Regions from separate parts of the Arachis hypogaea genome. Here region 2 is linked to region 1. Evidence: chromatin contacts called from public Hi-C data. All regions are on one chromosome and are shown on one strand. Each heading gives the region's core, a stretch centred on a gene start, on an enhancer-like site or on the middle of the called end of the contact. The rest is flanking DNA. Distances are from core to core; before and after follow the strand shown.

The links. Hi-C and Micro-C count contacts between places; a contact is called where the count stands out from the background.
Region 2: a contact with region 1 is called in a Hi-C map of leaf, with 3 times the contacts expected there. The contact joins the promoter of LOC140180062 here to the promoter of LOC140180058 in region 1. A contact is called at or near these places in 2 of 8 Hi-C or Micro-C datasets (both in leaf).

Annotation. Positions count from the first base shown.
Region 1 is chr16:23,270,095-23,276,941 of arahy.Tifrunner.gnm2.J5K5, reverse strand. It overlaps LOC140180058, which reads right to left and starts at 3,227. Exons shown (of 2, transcript XM_072220449.1): 1 at 2,958-3,227; 2 at 2,548-2,901. The coding sequence starts at 3,227. The coding sequence ends at 2,548. LOC112756864 reads right to left here and starts at 4,214. Exons shown (of 1, transcript XM_025805475.1): 1 at 3,384-4,214. The coding sequence starts at 4,214. The coding sequence ends at 3,384. LOC112758505 (ras-related protein RABA3) reads right to left here. Exons shown (of 2, transcript XM_025807202.3): 2 at 5,857-6,512. The coding sequence ends at 6,059.
Region 2 is chr16:23,527,041-23,533,887 of arahy.Tifrunner.gnm2.J5K5, reverse strand. It overlaps LOC140180062, which reads left to right and starts at 3,047. Exons shown (of 2, transcript XM_072220453.1): 1 at 3,047-3,434; 2 at 3,552-4,432. The coding sequence starts at 3,047. The coding sequence ends at 4,432.

The sequences.
Region 1 (6,847 bases), core at 1,978-4,477:
TATTATATTATATTATTATTATTATTAATATTAATAGGCAAATTAATCTCATTATTATTATTATTATTATTATTATTATTATTATTATTATTATTATTATTATTATTATAATAGTTATAGTGGATCTGTTAATGAAAATAATCTATTAATAATTTTTAATAAGAATAATGTGTAATAATTTATTATTATTTTTTAGTGATTTATTATTATTTTTTATAATAATAATAATAATAATAATAATAATAATAATAATATCAACAGTAAACGGTTTTGTTAATAATGTTTACGTACAAAAAAAATATTATTATAGATATTATAATAAATGATTTTTTTCAGTAATATTTTGTAATAATAATTAATACTGTATGTTAATAACAAACCGTGTAGGTTATAGTTATTATAATAAATGGTTATTATTATTGTTATTATTGTTATATTCGAATAACTATTATTATAATTAGAGTGTTATTATGATTATTTTATAATACTGATTATGATAATGAGAATAAGTTTTTATTAATTTTTAATAATTAATAATACTGTTTAATAAATAATAGATAAATATTCGTGATTTTTTAACAATTTATTATTATTATGTTTTAACCGGTATTATTTAGAATTTAATAATTATCATTTTTTTTTGCAGGCTATCAGAAATTTGTTGCCCAGAAAATTGGATCCGCCAGATACGTTGAATGAGGTAGTTGTAGCGACATTGGCATTGACTGGTTTTCAACACGTTTCGCGAGTAGGCGAAATGAGAGGTCATTCTGCACTACTGAGTGCTTTGGTGGAACGCTGGAGGCCGGAGACTCACACGTTTCATCTTCCGGTCGGTGAAGTGACGGTGACGCTGGAAGATGTGAGCTATATTCTTGGTTTTCCAGTTAATGGGGAGCTTGTTACGGGTAGATCAGATAGCAGCCACCAGTTTTTGGTTGAGAACTGCATTGCGTGTTTTGGTTGGGAGCCCGGTCCGGACGATCACGTGTTGGGAAAGGTTAATATTGCTTGGGTCCGGCGGTGCAGAGACACCGAGCCGTGTGATACTCAGGAGTCTCTCGAGCGGTACGTCTGAGCGCACATTTTCTGTGTGCTCGGTACAATTGTGTTTCCGGATAAGTCGACCGTTTCACTGAACTCGAAGTTTCTACCGCTACTTAGGGATTTCCACCGGATTTCAGGGTATAGTTGGGGAGCAGCCAGTCTGGCACACCTATACAGATCGTTGTGTCGTGCCTCACGATACAACTGCAAGGAAATGGATGGCCCACTGATGCCGCTTTTTGTTTGGGCGTGGGAGCGTATGCCGTTCCTGGCACCTATACCCCGCGATCAACTCGGCAATATTGGTGTTCCACTAGCGCGACGGTATTGGCTTTTAGCGTTGTTGTTATTGTTATTATTATTATTAAGCTTATTCATATTGTTATTATTATTATTATTATTATTATTTTGTTCTTCTTATTAATAATGTTATTATGTTTTCGTTAGGTGGAGTCATTGGCGCCGACATACAAGATATATACGGCGGCCTATTGCGCATTTTAGGCGAGGTCTCGACGACATGGGAGTTGACGACGTAAGTTGTACCATTAATGTCCAATGTTTTTATTCAGAAGAATAGTTTTTCTAATCGACCTCTTGGTAACTATTATGCAGTTTATATGGCGGCCATATATGGGAGTGGGGATTTCGGATGGCCTCGCTCCCCATATGATTATGTGCTCCACCCAGTCGCCTCTAGTGTCATTCGAGTGCATAGAATGGCACGCGACAGATCGGGTCAGACGACAGTTCGGGATGCAGCAGCTACCACCAGGCCCCATGTTCAACCTTGGTCGTGATCACTGCAAGCGGCTGACAGGAGCACAGAACCATGACTGGGGACAAATTTACAGTCAATGGGTTAACAGATGGACATTTGACCGCTATAACACATTGCAGCTAGGCGAGGAGATTATTGACTTCCATCCTCTCCCAGTGTACTACGACTGGTACACACAGCAGTATGGGATTCACCTGCGGCTGTCAGATAGAGTTCCAGGCGAAGAAATTGGCAGCGGTTTGTATGACACTGGTGCTGTGAGCATGACAGATTTAGGCAGTGGTCCTGACGTCAGCAGCGGGCTGGACGCCGGTGTGTCTCAGGGTCATCCGTATAACTTACGGACACAGACTGCGCCTCCGGACAAATACACCCCATCCTTGTATTCGAAGAAGGCGCCGAGGAAGTAGTCTATTGTAGTTGATGGGTGATTCAGGGTTGTATTCATAGTTGTATTCGACATTTGTATTCAGTATTATTATTATGACATATTTAGATGATTCTGTTCAGTAATTATTATTATTATGACATATTTAGCTTTGTTCCATGTAACTCTAAAAAATGTTAACTAGGTTGAAAATTTTATTTATCATAACGAGATTAAAAACTTTATTTATTATAAATTGTTAACTAGGTTAAAATACATGACGATATTACATAAAAAGTAACATATAATTGTGAAGTAGGTCATAACAAAGTTACATTGAAAAGCTTAACCACTAATGACCTCCAGCGGAGCTTGGACCTGCGCGCTGAGGACATCGGCTACGACTATGTCCCTCGCGTCCACATATAGTGCACCGGCGAGGACCACGCATCCCACGTGAATCCATCTCATTCAAGTAGCGGGTGGACTTCGGTCTTCCTTTCGTCGCGCGCCTCAATGTCCAGTTGGCGATCACCTTCGCTCCTTCGTATCTATCCCATGTAGATGGGTCACCCATCGGAACAAACTCGCCTCTGTAAACCTTACAAATTTCAGACATCTTGTACACATCGTGCACGTACACTTGCCAATCGAGACGCTGGTTGGCGCAACATGCAAGCACGTGGCGACATGGAAGTCGCTCGACCTGGAAATGGCCACAGTCGCAGTGTCGTTGCGCAAGGTTGACCGTGTAAATGGTACCATCTTGCATTTCGCGAACCTCAAACATCTCATGCGCCTATCGAACCGGTTGACCACAACGTTTCCTGCATGTCGGAAGCTTTCTTCAACTCTCTTCGTTGCGAACTCTGAATACGTAAATCCGTTGCGGAGACGCTCATGAGCCTCGGTACTCTTCCGAGTGAATAACTCATTCAGCCGATAGAAAGTTAACCGGATCAGGGCAGTCACAGGAAGGTTGCGTGCCCCCTTCAGGACAGAATTTATGCACTCTACCAAGTTTGTCGTCATATGTCCCCAACGATGACCACCATCGAATGCCAACAACCATCTCTCAACACCGATCTCATCGCACCATTGAGTATATGCCTCACCCTGCCCTTTAAGCCTTTGGTAGTTTTTGTTGTACTCCTACTCCGTTCTAGAATAGCCTGTTGAACAAACCATTTAGTCATAAGCAGATGTCACAAATTTACTATGAATAGAACCATAATAGCGAGTTGATATACATGTGTTCACCACGAGTTTATGCAAATATGGAGCCTTGAACCTCCTTAAGAAGTTGGAGCCGATGTGCCTAATGCAGTACATGTGCCACGCCCTTGGTGGTGACCATGCACCGTTACTGCGAGCTATTGCAGCGTCGATAGAGGTATGGCGGTCAGAAATAATACCCACCCCATCAATGGTAACAACATATCTCCGCAAATTCGTTAGGAAAAACTCCCATGCATCTGTCGTCTCACCCTCAACTATGGCAAAAGCAATAGGCACAATGTTTTGATTCCCGTCTTGTGCAACCGCTACCAGAAGTGCACCTTTATATTTTCCATACAGGTGCATGCCATCAACTTGCACCAGCGGCTTGCAGTGTCTAAATGCTACAATACACAGATAGAAGCTCCAAAAAATGTGATGCAGAACTCTTACACCTTGAACCTCCTCAGTCTCACGGTAAACGGGGAGCGTTTTGATTTGAACACGAGACCTTGGCATTTTAACCGTCATTGCTTTCAACCATACTGGCAGGGTCTGGTAAGAAACTTTCCAATCACCGAAAACCTTGGCAACAGCTTTCTGCTTTGCCAACCAAGCCTTGCGGTAACTGACAGTGTAGTTGAACCTGGATTGAACTTCTGCAATTACAGACTTCACCTTTATCGAGGGGTCTGATTCGACCAACGGCCTAATGACATCTGCAATTGTGTCCGAGTCCAACTTGGCATGATCTTGTGATATCGTTCCCACGGTGCACGTGTGCTTGCCATTGTATCTCATGATCTCCTAACAAGCTTTCTTTCGAATCAAGCTAGCCCGGATTAGCCAATCGCACCCTGCACCATACCCCTTGCATTTCGCATAGAATGTTTGCGGCTCAGACTCATACACAGTGTAATCAACCCCTCTAGAGATAGTGTAGCTTTTGATTGCAGATATCACCGACTCTCTCGATCCAAATTCCATTCCAACACTAAACTCGCCATCTTCCGCCGCAGCATTGCCTTCACCTACGACATGCGCACCACCATCAGTCAGACGAGGCATATAAAATAAACACTATAGGAAACTTGAGTTAATAATCATAACATACCCGTATTCGCATACTCAGAAAATTCTAGGTCATGCATGGCTTCCATATCTAGAGTCCGCATAAAAGATGGAACACCAAACGGGTGTTGGCTTATAATCGCATTCGCTTCACTTGGCACCTCCGGATTGCCTGCCAAGTCTCCGTCATCGTTCTCGTCATCGACTTCATAGTTAGCTTCGAACTCCTCTTCACTGTCATTATTTTCTTCTTCCCAATCTATATCACCGAGCTCATCAATATTGACCCCCTCGCCGACCGTGCCCGACCCTGACTGCTGCTCAAACTCAACGTACAACTCCATCATCGGCACATGAAATCGGGTTTGTTGATAAATACAGAACATCTGCTGCATACTGGCATCGTCAGTAATGGGCATTAATTGAAACTGTATTAGCCCACCAAATACTTGCATAGGACTTCTGTATAAAAGGTTGCTGACCCTTTTCAAAATGTGGCTTTGAATGTTATTACAAAGCCCATTTTGCAAATCAACAAAGCTCATGGTACATGGAATAGCAAATGACAACGGACATTCACAAACAAAAGTCACTCCTTCATGTGTGTTTGGTATAACTTCACCGTTATAATATACTCGCAAATTTGTAATATTTTCCATAATTTCAACCTCACGTACTCCGATTTTTTGGACACAGCTAACTGCCAAAAAAAACTAACAACTACAACATATGTATTTGAAAGAGGAGAATGATGAGTAGAATGGGAGTGAGGCCGTTGCGCTGAGGAGTGCTTCGTATTTATAGGCAGGCCTCTTCAGGAAAATATTTTTTTTTCAACAAACGCAACCTGCGCTTTTCAAAAAGCAATCTGACAACGCGAAAAAATGCTACCTACGTTTTGCGTTTTCCAAAAAAAAAGCTAGCCCTCAGCACAAAACGCAGATTGCGCTTTGTTATTACAAAAAAAAAATTATTTAGCCCAACACAAAACGCATGCCACGTTTGGATTAAAACTATTTTAAAAAAATTTTGAAAATCCTGCACCAACCAAAACGAAGGCCACGTTTCTTCCCTTTCCTGCACAAAAAAAAAAAAAGGCCAAAAGTAAAACGCATCTTACGTTTTACGCCTGTCATCATAGCAGGGAAAATTTTCTCCATGCATCCATTACGTTGAATATCACCAAGCTTTAATCCATATAAAAAAAAAAAGACCCGGTATTTTAAGTATAAAATATTATTAAAATTTCAGTTTTTATCTCTAAAAATATTAGTCTCCTGTGTCCTCACTTTTTAGAGGTACTGAAATACTAAAATTTTTGGGACAGAGACAGAAATTTTAATACCAGTCTCTGAACCAATAAACATGATACTGAATCTCAGTCTCTTAGTCTCTGTTTCAATATCTCAAACAAACTCTACATTAAAGAATTGAAGTGTCTAATTAAAGTGAACAAATAGGTGCAGTTGAATTAAAAGCCAAGATCTGAAGAAATCAATCATCCTTACCCACCACATTGCCACTATATACGTGTAGTATTCAGTTTTGTAAAATAAACTTAATAAGAAGAATAATCAACAAGAGCATGAAGAGACTTTCTTAATCTCAGTAATCTCTGACTCTAAGTCATTACCAGAGATTACATCAATCTTTGATCCCTTAAGAGTGACAGCATTATTAATGGCATTGTTGGCAGATTGCAAGGACTTCTTAGAGACCACGAAATGGATGTGTTGAAGCAACTTGAAGAAGGCACTCTCCACATTCTCACCGCTGAGAGCTGAAGTCTCCGAGAAGAAGAGCCCCTGTTCCTCCGCAAACTCCACCGCATCCTCCGTCCGCACTGCTCTCTTCTCCACAAGGTCACCCTTGTTCCCAATTAGCATTATGACTATGGAAGTGTCTGCATGCGCCCTCAGCTCCTCTATCCACCTCGCCACGTGATCAAATGTCTGCCTCTTTGTTATGTCGTACACCACCATTGCCCCTAATGCTCCTCTGTAGTACGCACTTGTCACTGCCCTGTACCTATATGTGTAAGCAAAATGGGTCAATACATATACAACTTTGAAGTGAATACATATAACAAAAAGATGTAGAAATAACATAGAGTACTTGTGGAGCATGTATGAGTACTAGTTTTCAGCATTTTTGTTGTTTTATTTCTTGTAACAAGTTCTACGTTATTGTGTTGAGCTTGCTTTAAAAAATAAAAAACTTTAAACATTCAATCCACCTTGACAAAAATCTAAATGGACAATCAATAAAAGCTCACCACCACACTGCAGAAAATTCTAACATCTATGTCATGTGCTTAATTGGCATAACATTGTAATGGTAAAAAATAGCAATCTTCATTGGAA
Region 2 (6,847 bases), core at 1,798-4,297, 260 kb before region 1:
ATTAGTTAATTAAAGTTATTAAAATTAATGTAGTTACTATTTTTTTCAATAATATTATTTAAATTTATAAATTCAAAAATAATTTACTATTAAAAGATATTAATATTCAAGAAAAAAATTTATAACAGCTAATTTTATAACAGTTACTTTCATAAACAATAACGGCATAATAATATTGACTAATTTTAAAAGTTATATATCACAAACGAATAAAACATATTACATCACAACAGTTAATTTTGTAAGGTGGTTAACATTTTAAATTTTATAAATAAAAATAAACAACCCAACTAAAAATTATTTTGTAAAGTGTGAAAATATTAATTTATTTTTTATGTAAATAAAAATAATTAAGTATAATTAATTATGATTAATTATTTAAATAATATTAATTAAAATTTAATATAATTATTTAAATAATAATTAATTAAATAATTAAATTATAATTAATTTATTAATAATTATATTAAATAATTATTCATTAATTATAAATATGATTTAATTATTTAATTAATTATAATTTAATATAATTATTTATTTTAAAGATAACTTGTCACATGACAAATTATCATTAGATATACAAGGTCCCTCTGTAGAGGAACATCCTCTTCTTCTTCTCTCCTCTCCAACGCATGAATCCCTCTGATACTACAGTAAATGCGCTTCAAATTTTCTCCGGTTGGAGATGCTCTAATGGCTCAAGTTGTAAGAGCATCTCCAATGAGAGAAAATTTGAAGCCCTGTGTAGTGCCAGAAGGATTTATGCGTACAATGAGTTATTGAGTTACAAAATGAACATCCCCATACTAAGGATAATAAACATCTTCCCAAAAATTTAAATTGATTTTGGGGTTCACCAAGAATCAAACTCTTGACTTTTTGAATCTAGAGTTCTAATATCATGTCATGATACCACTCATCCCAAAAGTTTTAGCTGATGAGAAAAGGTAACACTAATGGTTATATCTCTAATACTCTCTAAACCTCCATTGTACATCCTATACAAAACTTCTATTGGCTCCTCATACTTTCCCTTTCGAGAAACCTTAGTTTCTCCTCAGGACTCTGTATATCTTTAAAATAATGATTATATTAAATTATAATTAATTAAATAATTATATTTTTATTTAAATCATAATTAATATAAATAATTATATTAAATCATTATTAAATATTAGAGTAATTATCTAAATCAGTTTCCAAAGATTTTAAAATCAGATATTTTAGTCCACAAGAAAAATTAATACACATATCAATTTTCAAGGTTTTACTCCGGCAAACAAATTAGTCCCCAGTTTATTTTTCGGCAAAATAATTACCCAGATCAGTCCCCAAAGATATAAAAAATAGACATTTTGGTCCCAAAAAATTAATGTACAAATTAATCCCCAACATTTCTCTCTATTAGACATAGCAATCCTCCATCCATCCAACAACAACAACAACAACAACAACAACAACAACAACAACAACAACAACAACAACAACAAGTATTATTATTATTATTATTATTATTATTATTATTATTATTATTATTATTATTATTATTATTATTATTATTATTATTATTATTAATTGTACAATAATACTGTACTATATTTTTTTGTATTTTTTTGACAAAATAATAATAAATTTATTCATTAGATTCTTATATATATAGTCACTCAATAATAATAATAATAATAACAAAAAAAATTATTAGAGATCATTCTACAAGAAATTCAATGTTAAAATTATTTGATATTTTTGTATTTAATACAATTAAAAGATGTGCTATGTAAAAAAAATGTTTGTATTAAAAAATATGTATTAAAAGAAAATATTTTAATTTAGATTTATATTAAATACATACTTTTTTTTAATACAAACATATTTTTTAAAATAGGACATTTTTTTATTATATTAAATATAAAAATATCAAATGGTTTTAACCTTGAATTTCTTGTAAAATAATCTCTAATAATTTTATTGATTATTATTATTATTATTATTATTATTATTATTATTATTATTATTATTATTATTATTATTATTATTATTGATCTGTCCGGTAGCTATAACTCGACTCAGGTAAAATTATAAATCGAAATATGATCAAAACTAAATAAACACGTGTTTTATGGGGAGTACGTGGAAAGTACGTATTTTGGTCTTTATCCTATCAAATTAAACAACTATGTGCCAACCCAAATTGGCACAGAATCTCTCCGTAAATCTCTCTAAACAAGCTCACTAAAGAGCAATTACCACAATATTAGACCCACTAAGTAACCACACAACAATTCTATAAATACATCCACTCCTGACATGAAAGAGGTACACTATTCATTCTGAGTAATTTAATATTCATCTTCTACTCTTATTAACTTGAGCGTTGGAGTTTCTTTGCAGGTCCCAACCTCCTCCGGTGTTCCTTGACGGCTGAAGTATAGCTCGGCGTCTAAAAAGCTCCATACACACGGAAGAAGGAGTTGTACCTCGATTTATATTACTAGACAGGAACAATTATTATTATTATTATTATTATTATTGTTGTTGTTGTTGTTGTTGTTGATACGTCACCAATGTCCTCGGCCGCCCGAAAAGTTCGGCACGTGAACAGATAAGATCGGCCTCACTCATTTGAAAATAGGAAACGTGCTCAACAAATCTAATTACCAAAACAGAATATGATAACCAACCTACAAACTCGGACTTATCCATAGTAAACGGGTAAAACAACTTCTATAAAGCCGAACTCATATTCTCGGCTAAAGGACATGTTCCATTCTCAGTCTTCTATTTTTTACTTAACTGATTCATTGAAGATCATTATTGACTTGAGCGTCGGAGTATCTTTTGCAGGTATTCCCGCCGCGGTGTTCGATCCAGGCCGACGTGTAGCCCTTCCTCTCCGACAACCGCCTGCTCAGAATTGCTAAACCTTGGCCACCCCAGTACCAGGACGAATCACTTGGCGCTCACCGCGGGCCCGGAATATATCTAATCTCACCATCCATTTTATTTAGTTTCTTACCTTGTTTTGCAGGATTCTCGATCCTCGGACATGGCTGACAATGAGAACCCTCAACCCACACAGGCAAAGCTCCTAGCTCAAATAGCCGAACTCCAGGCAGAGGTGCGGAGGATAGCTGAACTGTCCGCACAGAACAATGGAAAGCATGAAGGAGAAACCTCCAAAAGCTCGGCACAGGGCAACATAGATCCCCTGAACATCACTCCACCTAAGGAGAAGCTCACCCTTGAAAACTCCTTTTCTGAAGAGATCATTAAGTTTCAGATGCCAAAAAATTTTGTGCTACCCACGGCACTGGAACCATATAAGGGGTTCGGTGACCCCCGAGCTCACGTCAAGAAATTTCAATCCATGATGTTCTTTAATGACGCTAATAACGAACCAGTGATTTGCCGAGCTTTTTCCACTTATCTTGATGGTACTACATTAGTGTGATTTTCTAAAATATCTGCAAGTTTCATTTCCTCTTTTGAGGAGCTGGCGAGATCTTTTATTGATTAATTTGCGACATCGAGAATATATGTCCATGGATCAGACTACCTGGGAACAATCAAGCAAGGCCAATATGAGAGCTTAAAGGACTACATGACCAGGTTCGCTGAGGCTACTATGGAGATCCAAGACTTGGATCCAGCTGTCCACTTGCATGCCCTCAAAGCTGGCCTCAGACCTGGCAAATTCCAGGAGACCATTACGATAACAAAACCAAAAATACTAGAGGAGTTCCGAGAAAGGGCTGCAGGTCAAATGGAGATTGAAGAACTCCGCGAGGCCCAAAAGCCGGACAAAAAACCACAGCGGAAAGATGAGGAAAAAGCTTTCAGATCACCAGGCAACAAGGATACAAAGAGGCCCTTCAAGCTCACATCAAAATATAACACGTATACCAGATTCAATACCAAGAGAGAAAACATCATCAAAGTGATTCTAAATGCCAAAATCGTGAAGCCACTAGCTCGAACAGGGAACTACCAAGACCAAAGGTTCGTGGATAGAAGCAAGCATTGCGCCTTCCACCAGAAGTTTGGCCATACCACGGATGACTGCATCGTGGCAAAAGACCTGCTCGAAAGACTGGCACGCCAAGGGCTCTTAGACAAATATATCGAAGGTCAGAAAGCCAGAAGGACAAACTCGGACAGGAACGAGCACAAACAAGCAGTGACAGATAAGAACAAAAAAGATCAGACAACTCCTGATCCGCCAAGAGGAATCATCAGCCACATCTCAGGAGGATACGCAGGCGGAGGTGAAACAAACTCGGCCAGAAAACGAAGCTATAGGGCGATGCTGGCAATCGAGGGAATATTGCAGCCAAAGAAGGAGAAGGACCCAGATGTCACAATATCCTTCAATCAATTAGACTTCAGATCAGCAAGCCCTAACCTCGACGACCCAGTAGTAATCTCCATATAGGTTGGAGAGCTATTGGTAAGAAAAACACTACTAAACCCAGGTAGTAGTGCTGATGTTTTGTTTTATTCTACCTTTAAAAAGATGAAGTTATCAGAAAAAACAATACAGCCTTCTTTTGGAGAGCTAATTGGGTTCTCCGGAGAAAGGGTCCCCATCATGGGATACATATGGCTAACGACCACGATGGGAGAGATCCCTATGTCAAAATCTATTGGTATTCAGTACCTAATAGTAGACTGTTATAGCCCTTATAATATTATTATTGGGAGACCCGCCTTGAATATATTCAAAGCGGTAGTGTCCATGTTACACTTGTGTGTTAAGTTTCCAGTACAGGAAAATAGGATAGCAACAGTGTACGCCGACCACCAGGAAGCTCGGCAGTGCTACAATGTCAGTCTGAAACAAAGCCCAGCAAACATGACAGCTCGGCCACAAGTTCAAGCAATACACGACACTGCAGAGATCCTCACGTTGGCCGAGCTCGACCCAAGAGAAGACCTCGGCGAGAGACCCCAGCCAATGGATAACCTCCACCGAGTAATATTAACATCGGATGACAAACAATATACACACATTGGTGAAGCACTAGAAGGAGAGGAGCGCACAAAGCTTATAAGTTTACTGTGCCAGAATGCCGACCTATTTGCATGGACACCGGACGACATGCCTGGAATAAGCCCAGAAGTCATCTACCACAACTTAGCAATTGACAAGGCAGTCCGACCAGTGGCACAAAAGAAAAGAAACCTCGGAGAAGAGAAAAAACAAGCAGCACTAGAAGAAACCAAGAAACTCCTCAGCGCAGGTTTCATAAGAGAAATCCGCTTCACCACATGGCTCTCAAATGTGGTAATGGTAAGGAAAAACTCAGGTAAATGGTGTATGTGCGTCGACTTTACAAATCTAAACAAAGCTTGCCCTAAATATGCTTACCCTTTACCTTGCATTGATAAATTAGTTGATAATGCTTCCGGTTTCAAAAGTTTGAGTTTTATGGATGCATATTCTGGCTACAACCAGATTCTAATGCACCCAGACGACCAAAGCAAAACAGCCTTTATAACACAACATGGAAATTTTTGTTACAAGGTGATGCCTTTTGTTTTAAAGAATGCAGGAGCAACTTACCAAAGGCTAATAGACAAAGTATTCCAACATCAAATAGGTCGGAATATGGAAATTTACGTCGATGATATGGTGGCAAAAACACCTGCACAAGGATCACATTGTGACGACCTGGTAGAAGTCTTCAACCAGATCCGAGCTTATAACATGCGGCTCAACCCGGACAAATGTGCCTTTGGAGTTCACGGGGGGAAATTCCTCGGCTTCATACTAACCTCACGAGGTATAGAAGCCAACCCAGAGAAATGCAATGCAGTCCTGAGCATGACAAGCCCAAAGATAGTAAAAGAAATCCAGCAATTAGCAGGGAGGGTAGCCGCCCTATCACGTTTCCTACCTACAGTGGCAAACCGATCTTATCATTTCTTCTAGACATTCTCTAAGGGCAAGAAATTCACATGGACGGAGGAATGTGAAAACTCCTTTATGGAACTCAAACAGCTCTTAACATCACCACCAATACTCCAGAGACCAAAGGCAGGTAAGCCGTTGTATTTGTATTTATCAGTATCTAACCATGCCATAAGCTTGGTCCTAGTGATGGAAATAGGAAAAAAGCAAAATCCAGTATACTTCATTAGTAAGGTACTACAACCAACAGAAACAAGGTATCCGAAGATAGAGCAGCTAGCATTGGCACTTATCACTACGGCAAGAAGACTGCGACATTACTTTCAAAGCCACACAATCATAGTACGAACAGACCAACCATTAAGGCAGATATTAACCAGACCCGAGCTTGTCGGACGATTAATAAAGTGGTCAATCGAACTCTCCGAGTTCGACATTCAGTACGAGTCGAGAAAAATCCTGAAGTCACAAGTACTCACCGGCTTCGTATCAGAAATGACTAATGAAACACAACACACAGAAGCCAATTGGAGTATACATGTAGATGGAGCATCAAACATAGAAGGAAGCAGAGCTGGGGTACTGCTAAAAGAGGGAGAGAAAGTGATAGCCGAGCAATCACTACAGTTTCGCTTCAATGCGAGTAACAACCAAGCGGAATATGAAGCTCTGCTAGCAGGACTGAAGCTCGCCCAACAACTCAGGATACCTCAAATAACAGTCTACTGCGACTCCTCACTGGTAGTACATCAAATCAAGGGCGAGTACCAGGTAAAAGATCCTTTGCTAGAGAAATATTGGCTCATAACAAAGGATCTTATCTCAAAGTTTAGTAAATTTGATATTATTCATGTAAACCGAGAACAAAACACCAGAGCCGATGTGTTATCCAAGCTAGCCACAACAAGGCAGGCGGAAAACACACCGGCCTTGTCC